Linked DNA regions of Xenopus laevis: region 2 is linked to region 1. The links are chromatin contacts, called in public Hi-C maps. All regions are on one chromosome and are shown on one strand. The core of a region is the stretch at or near the end of the contact, and the rest is flanking DNA. Distances in the headings are between cores, read along the strand shown.

Evidence for each region. Hi-C and Micro-C count contacts between places; a contact is called where the count stands out from the background.
Region 2: a Hi-C map of the XTC cell line shows a contact between it and region 1, with 1.9 times the contacts expected there. The contact joins two enhancer-like sites. A contact is called at or near these places in 2 of 4 Hi-C or Micro-C datasets (the XL177 cell line and the XTC cell line).

Annotation. Positions count from the first base shown.
Region 1 is chr3S:69,409,644-69,415,510 of Xenopus_laevis_v10.1, reverse strand. LOC108712345 (FERM domain-containing protein 4A) reads left to right here. Exons shown (of 23, transcript XM_041588462.1): 12 at 1,624-1,700; 13 at 5,194-5,332. Among protein-coding and RNA genes, the nearest start is that of bend7.S, 66 kb to the right of the region's middle. Within about 2 kb of position 2,465, at least 3 of the 7 cell types and tissues checked have an H3K27ac peak or open chromatin away from gene starts, as enhancers often do.
Region 2 is chr3S:69,446,416-69,452,348 of Xenopus_laevis_v10.1, reverse strand. LOC108712345 (FERM domain-containing protein 4A) reads left to right here. Exons shown (of 23, transcript XM_041588462.1): 6 at 33-89; 7 at 2,651-2,673. Among protein-coding and RNA genes, the nearest start is that of bend7.S, 100 kb to the right of the region's middle. Within about 2 kb of position 4,463, at least 1 of the 7 cell types and tissues checked has an H3K27ac peak or open chromatin away from gene starts, as enhancers often do.

The DNA.
Region 1 (5,867 bases), core at 1,216-3,715:
ATTATAACTAGTTCATCATTTATTCTTATTTATTAAAGGGAGCATTTAATATAAGCTTCAGCATATTGAAATAAGAAACTTTTTAAATACAATTAATGAAATATTCTGCATTGTTTCTGAAATATTCAAGTTTATCTTTACTATCCCTCTCTTAGCATCTGTTTCTCTTCATTCTCTCTTCATTCAGCAGTTGGGTGTCAGACATTCATTGACAGTTAGAGACAATATATCTTATAGGGGAGGTTTCCTTTCCTAGCAGATGTATTAGAGCTCACTCAAATAACTGATTCCAGTACAAACAAAATCTAACAAAATAACTGCTTTTTGCACAAATCCTGCATGTGAGACATGATGTCTGGTGATTTTAATTGAGTAAGTTCTAATACATCTTCTAGGCAAAAGGAGCCCCCCTATAAGATATATTAGATTTAAATGTCAATGATTATCTGACACCCAACTCTTGCATGAAAAGAGAAAGAAGAGAAACAGATGCTGAGAGAGGAATAGTGAAGATGAACTTCTGAAACAGTACAGAATTTTTAATTGATTGCATTTAGAACGTTTCTCATTTCAGCATGCTGAAGCTTATTATAAATTTTCATTTTCGAGATAGTTCCCCTTTAGCTATGCAACATGGCATTTATCCTGTGCTGTCCTAGTGTATGGGGCGGAATTGCATAGCAACCACGCAGCAGTTTATTCTGATTGGTCTACTGCTATTGAAAAAATACTAGAGCCCACCACTGGCTGTTTGATAATGGCTACCAGGACGGGAACTTTTTCCTGTGTTACTAGATAATTTGTTTCTAACTAGAACATTGTAGAGGAAAAGTTTACTGTTTTTTTTTTTTTTCTTAGATTCTGAACTTTATAATGAAAGGGAAGTGATATAAAGCACAGTCTCTTTCTCCTTTCAATGAATGGGGAGCTGCTAAAGGTTAAAACGTTGAGGGGTGAGGGGCAGTGCAGCCCATTATCATGAGAATTCTGCCACTCACTACCATTCATTAACCTTGAACCCGGTTTTTATAAATCATTGACATAGCTTGAGAGCAAGCACCGCATCACTTAACTCCTTTGTCACCACATACCTCTGTCTTATCCCAAAATGAAAGCATTTGCCTGGTTTCTGCTGCCCCGTGATAACTGCAGAAAATGTGAGCTTTGTGCACACTGGGAGCTGCTTTTACAAGCTCACATTGTTATCATCTCACATTGCCTAGAATTAAGGTCAGCCCTCAGCCCCCGCCCTCTCCTGGGTTTTTTTAGAAGCTGCTTCAAGCAACAGTGCTTGTCAGGGACTATTACACATTTAGTGGGCAGGAAGTGGCCGTTCCAATGGGAGGCAGGGGAATTTGAATTCCTTGCCATTTCCCCACTCTGAAAGGGGGAATCTGTACTCACAGATGGCTACTGCTTGCTCCTGAGATTTCTTGTTTTAACTACTTCATTAAGGACTGAATGGGGAAAGGAATCACCAATAAAAAGGAGCATCGTCCAAGAGATAGAAATGTGTCATATCATTGATCTATAGCGTGGAAGGCATGTTGGATTGTTACAGAGGAATTACCTGACAATGTGTTCCTGGAAATGGTGACTGACCACAGCTTTACTCTTGTCTAGGTCTTCCAATGGAGGCAGCTGGAAAACCTTTACTTCAGGGAGAAGAAGTTTTCAGTAGAGGTTCATGATCCTCGCAGGTGAGGTGGCACGGTGCTATCTTATTCTTCTCTAATCAAGCGACATTCTCCCATACAATGTAGTCTTTGTTGTTCCTAGTCTACCATAAGAGTGAAGTTCAGTGCAAGCTAACATTGAAATCTGTTTTTGTTCTAAGTATACAAAGCGTGACCTGTGTGTGTGTGTATACCAGTGATGCATTTTATGTTTCCTGTGATAAAACTGCATTGGAATAGGGCTCACTGAAGGATCTCTTGGAAACATGTTGTCTGCCTGGGCTAGCTGTAGCAACAGTGTGATGTGCCCCATACTTTGCACTACACACTGACTGCTGTGACACTAGCACAATATTTGTAGCCATCCCCCTTTTAACGCCAGAAATAGTTCATGTGCAGGAGTATCTTGCCTTCCTCTGGATCCGACAACAGCTACGAAATACAGTGCAACAACTGCAGCAGCATCACAGTTTGCACATACCCGATTGATGCAACCATGCCATATACCATTATTTTTATCAATAAGTTTAGCTTGTCAATCAGATATGCCAATTAGTTCATCCCCCATTTGTACAGACCCAGGAATCATATTAAGACTTTCTTCAGACAAATAATAGTTGTTGTCTGTACATACACAGGCTTAGCGACTGTCTGTATGTGCTACCTACAGAGGAATGAAGGCAGCCCCTTTAGATTGGGAGATTCATGTGCATATGTGCCAGCTCTCCCTTTGTTTTAAACTCCTAGTAGATCTCAGCTGCTGCTTGTTTGCTAGTTCTAATGTTTTTGTGGGTGGGTTTTACTCCCAAGGTCCAACTGTATCACAGCACAGCTACGGCGACTTGAGTTTCACTACAAAGAGAATAAAGTCAAAAGTTAAGACAAAGTTATGCTGAATATAAAATAGCAGTCCAGCCAGGCATTGCTTACTGCTGGGGAGATCAAGTTTCCTTTTGCCTCTGCTATTTTATTTTGTTGTGAATCAGTATAATGAAAACAATGAATGTAATATATTCAGTCTGCTTACAGCCAGGACTGCTAAATTTGTTAAAAATCACCCTAACCAGGTTCGGTTTTCCATTACTTAAAAATAAAACTAATTGTACAAGAATGGGACCTTTTATCCAGAATGCCTGGGACCTGGGGTTTTCTGGATAACTAATCTCGCCGTAATTTAGATCTTCCTACCTTAAATCTACTAGGAAATAATGTAAACATTAAATAAACCCAAGAGGCTGGTTTTGTTTCTATTAAGGATTAAATATATCTTAGTTTGGATCAAGTACAAGGCACTATTTTATAATTTCAGAGAAACGGGAAATCATTTTTAAAAATGTGGATTATATGGATAAAATGGAGTCTATGGGAGATGGCCATTCTGTAATTCAGAGCTTTCTGGATAACGGGTTTCTGGATAACGGATCCCATACCTGTACTTATAAATCTTTTGTCTGTTTCTCCGGGCGTAGTTATAAATCAGGATCCTGCAACCCATAGCCTTCCATGTATTATTGAACTACATCTTGCAGCAATCTGAATGTGAGAGTTGTAATACATCAATATTTGGAGCGCTGAAAGCCGCCAATTCCAGTTGAAACAGTGATTTGCTTGAAGCAAGCTAAACTTTGTGTCTGCCATTGGTAACAGCTAAACTGTACATTTTCTGACATTGGAGTTTGTCAAAATAAATTACACAGAGGTTGTTTGAATAATTTGTGATTTCAGATGAAACTGGCTGTATTGTAGAACCTGATTAATGACAGTTTAAATTACATGAGTGCAGGGTGGATTTAGGAAGATCTCCCTGGTGCCCAAGCAGTGAAATGTTTTCTCTCTAAATATGACCAGGTCTACCAACTCTTTTATCCTGATGTCAGCATCTTTCCAAATGCTACAATTACTAGGGTTTGTTTTACCAACCAGTCTGGTCACATTGTTTCACATCTGCATGACATACAAAGTTATACTCAAGTCTTTTTAATGGACACAGTGGGATTAATGAGCTTTTTCCCCAACCCTTTCTTTCTTCTGTAATACGGATGTCCTTAACATATCAGTAAGACCCAGTGGGAGCTGAATGTTAAGCCATGTAAAGCAGTATCTGTTTGCTTTGTAGTTTTCTTTATACAGCCACAGTGCTATAAAAGTCACAGATCCTAGTGAATTTAGTGAAAGCTTGTTGGTATTGCCACCTTCATGTTAGTGTTCTACTGCATCATCATATGCCTGTGCTCCTACTTGTGTGCCCTACAGACTATTATGTGCAAACTGTCTTCAGGTACATGGGCAGATTTAAGCTGCAAATTGCCCTCCAAAAGAGAAGTAAAACAACATAATCTCTGTTGGTGTCATCAGAGAATATAGAGAATATAGTAATATTGCAGAACTGTAAATCTTCTATTACCTTATATCAATCTTAATGACACTAGCCTTAGTGTGTATCCCACCTCTTTACCAATAGATAGATATTACTACACAGACTTCCAGTATTACATAGATAATTCTCTTAGCAGGATGCAAGTGATACAGTAATTCTAAATTCTAGAAGCAGTGGGTCCTAAAGGAATGGCCATTTTCGGATGTTCATCAAGTTCACCAATTGTTTTGTAACTCTTTAATAACGTTTAAAAAAAAAGACAAATATATGATTCAACTGTTCACACTGTTATTGGTATATGCCATCTATTAGTTACTATTTGCCTTAATCACTGCATTTGTTCTAGATAACACAACATATATAAGTGAACATATATAAGTGAACAGTTTGGCCCCCTTTGAGGCTCATACCTGTTATGGCACTTAGTAGGTTAAAAACCACATCTTTTTTCTATCATAAATATTTGTTTTTCTTGTGGTTTATCTTAATGGTACTTACCTTGCTTATATAGGTTGACAGCCAAGCTAAGTGCCACAAATTCCAACACTGTTATTTGCTTTAGAGTAGAGGATATGGATCTTGTGTTTCTCCATCTGTAGCACTTAAACATTAGCTGAGGCTGCTGGGTATTATAATGCACATATGCTTAAAAGCAGCAGGTTTCACAGATTAGTATGGTATCTACAAGTATATATTGTAGTAATAATTCAAAAGCTGATGCTTTATGTATAACTATACCACAAGTTAGTTTATAGTAAAAGCTTAAGAGACTGATTACAATTCTTCATATTCTTTTATTTAATGCTTTGTATTTTCGATGTACAGTATTTTTTGTTATGACTTTTTAATGCAAGCTATAGCACAAATGAAAAACTAAATGAAAACTCCATTGATTCCACAGAGATTATACCATTTTTAAGAAAGACAAAGTACACCAATCCCTTTCTGTAGAAGTCTCATCTGTGGGTTAATGGTAGCCTGCAATCCATTTGATTATCTAGCAATTCTGAACATGCAGGAAGTAAGCTATTTTGTTCAACACAGTTGTAAACTGATTTATACTTCCTCCTCACATGTCTGTTTTGTGTGTCCAGAGGAAATCACAGTTCATTTTTTTCTGTTCTCTATGTATGTTAACAGGCCGTCTGTTACCAGAAGGACGTTTGGACATGGTGGAATTGCAGTGCACACATGGTACACCTGTCCAGCCCTTATAAAGTCCATCTGGGCTATGGCCATTAGCCAACATCAATTCTATCTCGACAGGAAGCAGAGCAAGGTAAGAAGCCAGGACACCATTTTTAATGGATAAAAGGATCCATTGCTTTCCCTTCTACCTTATAGGTTGTTCCTTCATTATCCCATACAGGACAAATATTTGGAAACTTGAGATAGTGTCATATGCTTGATACAATCTTACAATAGACCGTTCATTGAACATGAGGCTAAAACCTTCACGTCTATGGCCATATTAATTTTGTATACACAGAAGTTTACTGTTACTTTATCTAGGATTTCCTTTCCCACCGTGGTTACAGAGGATTAAAAGCAAATGCTTTCTGTAGAAGTACTGCACAGTATGTGATTACAGACGGAATGTATGTAAATGAAGGTCACACCTTTCAGTTTAGGACATAAAGCCCTGAAGGCTGCAGTGGGGAATAAGGCTCATGTTTCTTGCACTGCCAGAAGGCAGTTTTGCAGCCATGTGTTCTTAAAAACACATTTTGAGTGATCAATCAAACCACCTTTTGATAGAAATACACTATGGGTGTGTAAATAGGAGTGCAACACCCCTGATGTGAGCACTCATT
Region 2 (5,933 bases), core at 3,214-5,713, 35 kb before region 1:
AATCAAAGCACCTTTCTCTCCTTCTCTTGCAGGAGTTAATAGATGTTGAAAGCGAAGTTGTTTTTGAATTAGCTGCGTTTATCCTGCAGGTAAGAACTTTATGTGGTATACTGCCTTCTACAATTAGACTCTGCTACGTGCTGTATCTTTGCAGCCATGATGCATCCAAATCTGTGGCTTAGACTATTCTCTGCTACCACAAATGAAAAGACCATTGCTATTTTAGCAGATAACTTACAATTTATTATCACATATTAAATCCCATTAATATTGAACTTCATCTTTCTTTATAGAAAAAAATAAAAATGTTACTGTAATATAAAACTGGGAACAAACTACAAACAATCACAAGTTAGTTAGGATGGCCTACTACAAGTCAGAAAATGAAAGCAAAGGGTGAATCAGATGTTATGGGTAACTGTCATAAGTGAAGTATAGAACTCATTTTAATAAATAAAAATGTAAAAAAAAAAAAAAAAGGCCAGGTGCAATAACCTATAGTAACCAATAAGGTGTTTTTAAACATGTGACTAGTAAATGCTACATGCTGATTCTATTGCTTCTATGGATTCTATGGTTCTATGGCTTACTGCCCCAAACAAATTCAGGTTCTATTATTACCTAACTCCAAAAGAGGCTTAAATAGATATGGCTGGAAATAAGAGAATAACATGCTGAATACCCTCACGACCATATGAATTTTCTGCATGATTAAATTTGAGGAAGATACCAGGTGGTGGCCTCCTGTGATGCTAATAAAGCACATGACTTAGATGCTATCGCTCTGATTGGCTCTCTGGGCTTCATTGGTAACACATTACCATCCAGCAGTCCCATGGAAATGCATTATGTCTCCAAGTAAGTTTGCAACAACCTTTGGACAAGTTTGCAGAATATATATATATATATATATATATAAATCTGGCTCTGAAGGAGTTTTATATTCATTTTTCGAAAACTGCAGTCTAGCCATCAAAGTCATTAGCTGAATTATATATTGCTGAGAAACACTGCTTTCTAATTTTTTGTATTCTGAGTAAGGAGGTTGTATACTCCAGCACGGAGCTATATCCAGGGGGTATGTTTCCCTCCCCCCAACACATACTGTTTTTATAACAAGGGACCCCTGCTTTTGCTATTGGTTTCTGCCCAGATGTCAATGTTCAGTGCCCATGATAAGAGTGAGTCAAGGAGCCATGTTTTCCCAAAATAGGATATCAAGTGTAAAACGCTCCCTGGGAGGTAATTATTGCCATGTGTTGATCATGAGGCTTTTTGCCCCCCAAGCCTTCTTTATAGGGGTAATGTGGAAATGTTTACTTCCTTGACCACTTCAACTCCAGCCATACCAATGCACAGTATACATCATAGTGCTGCTGAGTGGAAGTGAGGTATGCTCTGCCCCAGTAGTATCATTCAGATCAGCATCTAAGTACATTTATTTATACATACATATTTTATCTTTATGCTTAATCTGTGACTTCACATTTAGTAGGAATCCATATTTTCATATTAGTGTTCTTTTAAATAGTTCCCAATACAAACAAATGAAATCCATTTTCTCTGTAAATATGCTGCCTCCTTTAGAAACCACAGAGCAGACAACAGACAATTATTTCCTTTTAAAAAATGGCTGTGGCTTTGCAGCTTGCCAAAAGAAATAAATACAAATATCTGTTGTACTGCTGTGGGAAAAATATGACTGTCAGAACTAGAAACACTGATATTCATTATCTCCTTTAGTGAAGGGTGTTGACTCCCGACTTAAAGCGGCCATAGACATGAAGATGTTTCCTCCCTAATGACCAATTTTAGTGCAATCGTACAAATCCGTCAAATTATCGTGAGGTTAGTGGGCACCGAACAATCGAACATCTAAAAAAAATTTCGGGTTAGAAAGTGAAAATGTTCATTGTCCACAGTGAAATCTATCCATTGTCCAATAGTTTGCAGGGCCACACATGTAGCTACCCACAGTTTTCCTGGCTTCAGCTAGACAATATCGGTTAAAATGGTCTTTTTAGTTGACGAACAAATTGTACATTTAAACGATTCAGGATAAGCCTGATCCTACGATAACACAAATATCTTTTAAAAATCTTTACGTCTATGGTCACCTTTAGCCCATGGCCAAACAGTGTCGGACAGGCCCACAGGGATACCAGGAAAACTCACAGTGGGCCCAGGTGTCAGTGGGCCCTTGTGCTGCTAAACATTTGGCCTATTTCATGGCCATTCCCTATTTCTTTGAGAACAAAGAGGCTAATAATAGATTATAGTATGTAAAGAACAGAGACTAGGAGAATAGAGGTTGAGTGAGAAGAATAATAGTACTGAAAATGGGCCCCTGGTCTATGGTTCTTTGGTGGACCCCTGGTCTAAGGTTTTTCAGTGGGCCCCTGGTGTCCCAGTCCAACAATGTAACCAAATGATCAGGTTGGTTAAATAAACAAAACTGATATACCGGTAGCTTTTCTTACAAAAGCCACCCAATTGTTATCCCTGTGCAAGTATGTATTTGTATGTTTTTAAGCATGTGTGAACATAGGTTTATTTGTACATTATATTCTCTATGGAACACATCCATTTCTAGCCTTCACCATATGGTATCCCGAAAAGTGCTAACTTTATTTTTCCTTTTTTCCTTTAGGAAGCAAAGGGAGATTTTACAAGGTAAGTTTCCAGATTCGATCAAGTTTATATATATATATATATATATAATATATATATATATATATATATATATATATATATATATATATATATATATATATATATATATATATATATATATATATATATAGCAGAGGGCTAAAGGAAGTGTGGGAGGTTGAATATTTGCAGGGATCACTAACTGTTGCTGAGCTACAGATCTCAGCATCTATAGACAGCCATTGAAAGCTGTGGCTAACAACAGTTCAGTGTTAAATCTCTATGATAATCCATGGCTTGCTACTGTGTGACTTCTGAGACCTTTGACATTGCATCATAAGCTGTTTTCTCCTTCAAGAACAGTGGTTGTTCCATTGAAGTTGTGCATTCTCCCACCTGACTTTATCAGCCCACTACCAGAAATGTTATCAGTTATGTGAATTTGCTTTTACACTGGTAGTTTAATAATCCATAATGTAGTAACTTCTTTGTAACTTTGCATTAATTATTAATGTTATTAGCACATAGTTATAAAGCCCAATGTATTTCACATTGCTGTACAATAGATGGGTGTATTCAATGAATACACATATTGCATACAAATATTGAACAATATAAAAGATAAAGAGGGCCCTGTTCAATATGTAAAGATAAAGAGATGCCCAAAGCACTAAATAAGCATGTTGTTTGTGGTCGACTGACAATATGTATTGTTACTGTAACCCTGTAAATGCTGGTGTCTTCTGAATTTGCTATGTGCAATGTTGCCAGTATACATATGACACAACATGCAGTAAATGAAAAGACAACAATAGAATCTGCGCTTTTTATTGATTTCTATGGGATTTTTAGTATCATATTTATCAATGGAGTTCACACCCATCTCTTATCCAATATCCATCTGGGAGCAAGGTGGTTCTGGTGTTTTGCAATACTGGTAGGCTGCACTTAAATAATTAGTGATTCAAAAGTTTTTTTTAATAGAAAAATAGAAAGCATTTCAAACAGTTGCAGAGGTCACTTTGCAATCCATGGCACAACAATCAATTTTAGTTCTGCTGATGTGTTTAGTTACTGCACCAGCTCATTAGGATTTATGTTATTACCTTTCCTACTCTGGATTTCTCTGGAATAGGATGAAAGACATTCATACCATTGCTTTGGAGATCAAGACATAGATCATAGACTGTAATGTTCATATAACCAAACTATGATTTAAGCAAGCACTGTCCTTCTGGGCCCCTGTCACATAGACATTTGGCAGATAAGTTGCTTTGTGGCTGGTACTGATATGTGCTGAGCAACAGTTGCTATCCATAAAGTATACGTAGAAAAAACAAGTATGCTCCTTCTGCACCAACTAATTACTGTGTACCTGGTTGGTCAAGATATGTGTCAGCTTAGCATAACACATTCTTTTCTATCCTGCAAAGAACTTTTTGTGTGCATTATTGCCTAATAAAATTAGTTTATTGGGTTCTTAACATAGTTATTTTTATGTGGTTTCTGGCCCTTTCCAATACGCATTATTTCCCATGCTGCTGCAAAACAATATATACAAAGCTTTATGCCTTTATATTATTACTTGTCTTTTTACCTTTGTTTTAGTGTTACTTTCATTTCAGATGAGGTGGAATAACAAATCTCTGGAGATGGCTCTGCCTAGCAATTAGCTGCAGTCTTAACAGGAGTGAAGGAGTTAACAAGTCTAAACAGCCAAAGAAATCTAATATGGCTTTAATATTTCTGTTACATCTCATGCCATATGGGGTGGGGGATTTTGATGTTTCCCATAAGAAGTCACACAAAAAGCCTTTTAAGGAAAACTGCATGTGTATTTAATAAGCTGCAGAAAGAGATACCTTATTGCTGTTAATTTGCCCTCACCAATGATATGACATGAAATGCAAAGGCCAAGCACTTACAGCAGCAATAAATAAGACAGACGGACAGGCGTGTGGCTAACCTAGCAATAGTAACCATGCTGATGTATGATGTCTCTGCCTTCTTAACTTTGTAGCTATACTTAAATGACAGATCATCTATTTAAATGTTAAACACTGTGCATACAAAGAATTTCCATTTCTGTTTAAACAGCCAAATCCAAACATTACCCAACCCCCAGTGTAGATGTTTTATTGATAAAAGCCAGTTCCCCAGAAGTTCTGGAAGAAAAACGGCCTTCTTTACCTGAGCTCTTACAAACAGGCAAGTTTAGGGAATGGCAAAGATTTCTGTAAACATTCTAATCTCTGAGCAGAAATATGATCCATTTCAGTAGGTTGTTGACACAGCAAAGGTTAGAGCTGGGCCTGTGCCACTAAGTGCTACATTCACTTTATTTTAACTCTACACTTGTTTGTGTCTTTCTTAATTGATGTTGTGGTCTTTTACATGCCAAAGATAGACATGTGTGAGACAGATAACAAATCATCCTTCCTGGCATTTAACACTTTAGGTGTTAGTCAGATAAACAAACCAGTTCTTAGGGCAGAGCCACACTGCTTTTTCGGGAGATTAGTGACCCAGCAACAAATCTCTTCTTCTACGGGTGACTAATCTCCCTGAACTGCCTACTCGCCAGCTAGAAAATATTAAATTGACAGCAGGATGGCACTCGGAGCGCATAATTTTCGGAAGTCACTCGAAGTTCCTCGTGAGGCTGACTAATGTTTTTAACCAGCAGTTAAAATAGCAGTCCTATCGCTCAGTGAGATCCACTCTCACCCTTTTAAAGCTGGTTGCACACAGTAAGATTTGGGGGAGATTAGTCGCCCAGTGACAAATCTTCTCTTCTTTGGGTGACTAATCTCCCCACAATGCCTTCGGGATGTGAAACGTCAGTGGGATGGCATGCTTTCCTGCCAGCGATTCACATACTTGCCGGCAGAAGGCATTGCGGGGAGATTAGTCGCTTGAAGAAGAGGAGATATGTCACTGGGCGACTAATCTCCCCCAAATCTTTATGTGTGCCACCATCCTATAATTATTTGTATGTAAATTACGTTAGGGGTATTGTGCCTTTGATCCATTCAGCTTCAGAAGGCTGATTCATGTAGAGATCATGGTTCATGGTTCAGTGCCATTATGATTGTCAAATGTGATTGAAATAACATTACACACAGGCTCCAACCTCACAAATATGTCTCAAGTGCAAAATGTTCACTGAACCTGAACATGTCTTAATATTAGCATGTTAAGATTAGGCCTCTCCTTGTCAATTCCAATAAAACCAGTTGGACATTTCTATATTACTAACCATTGCTGGCAGGTGGATGCTT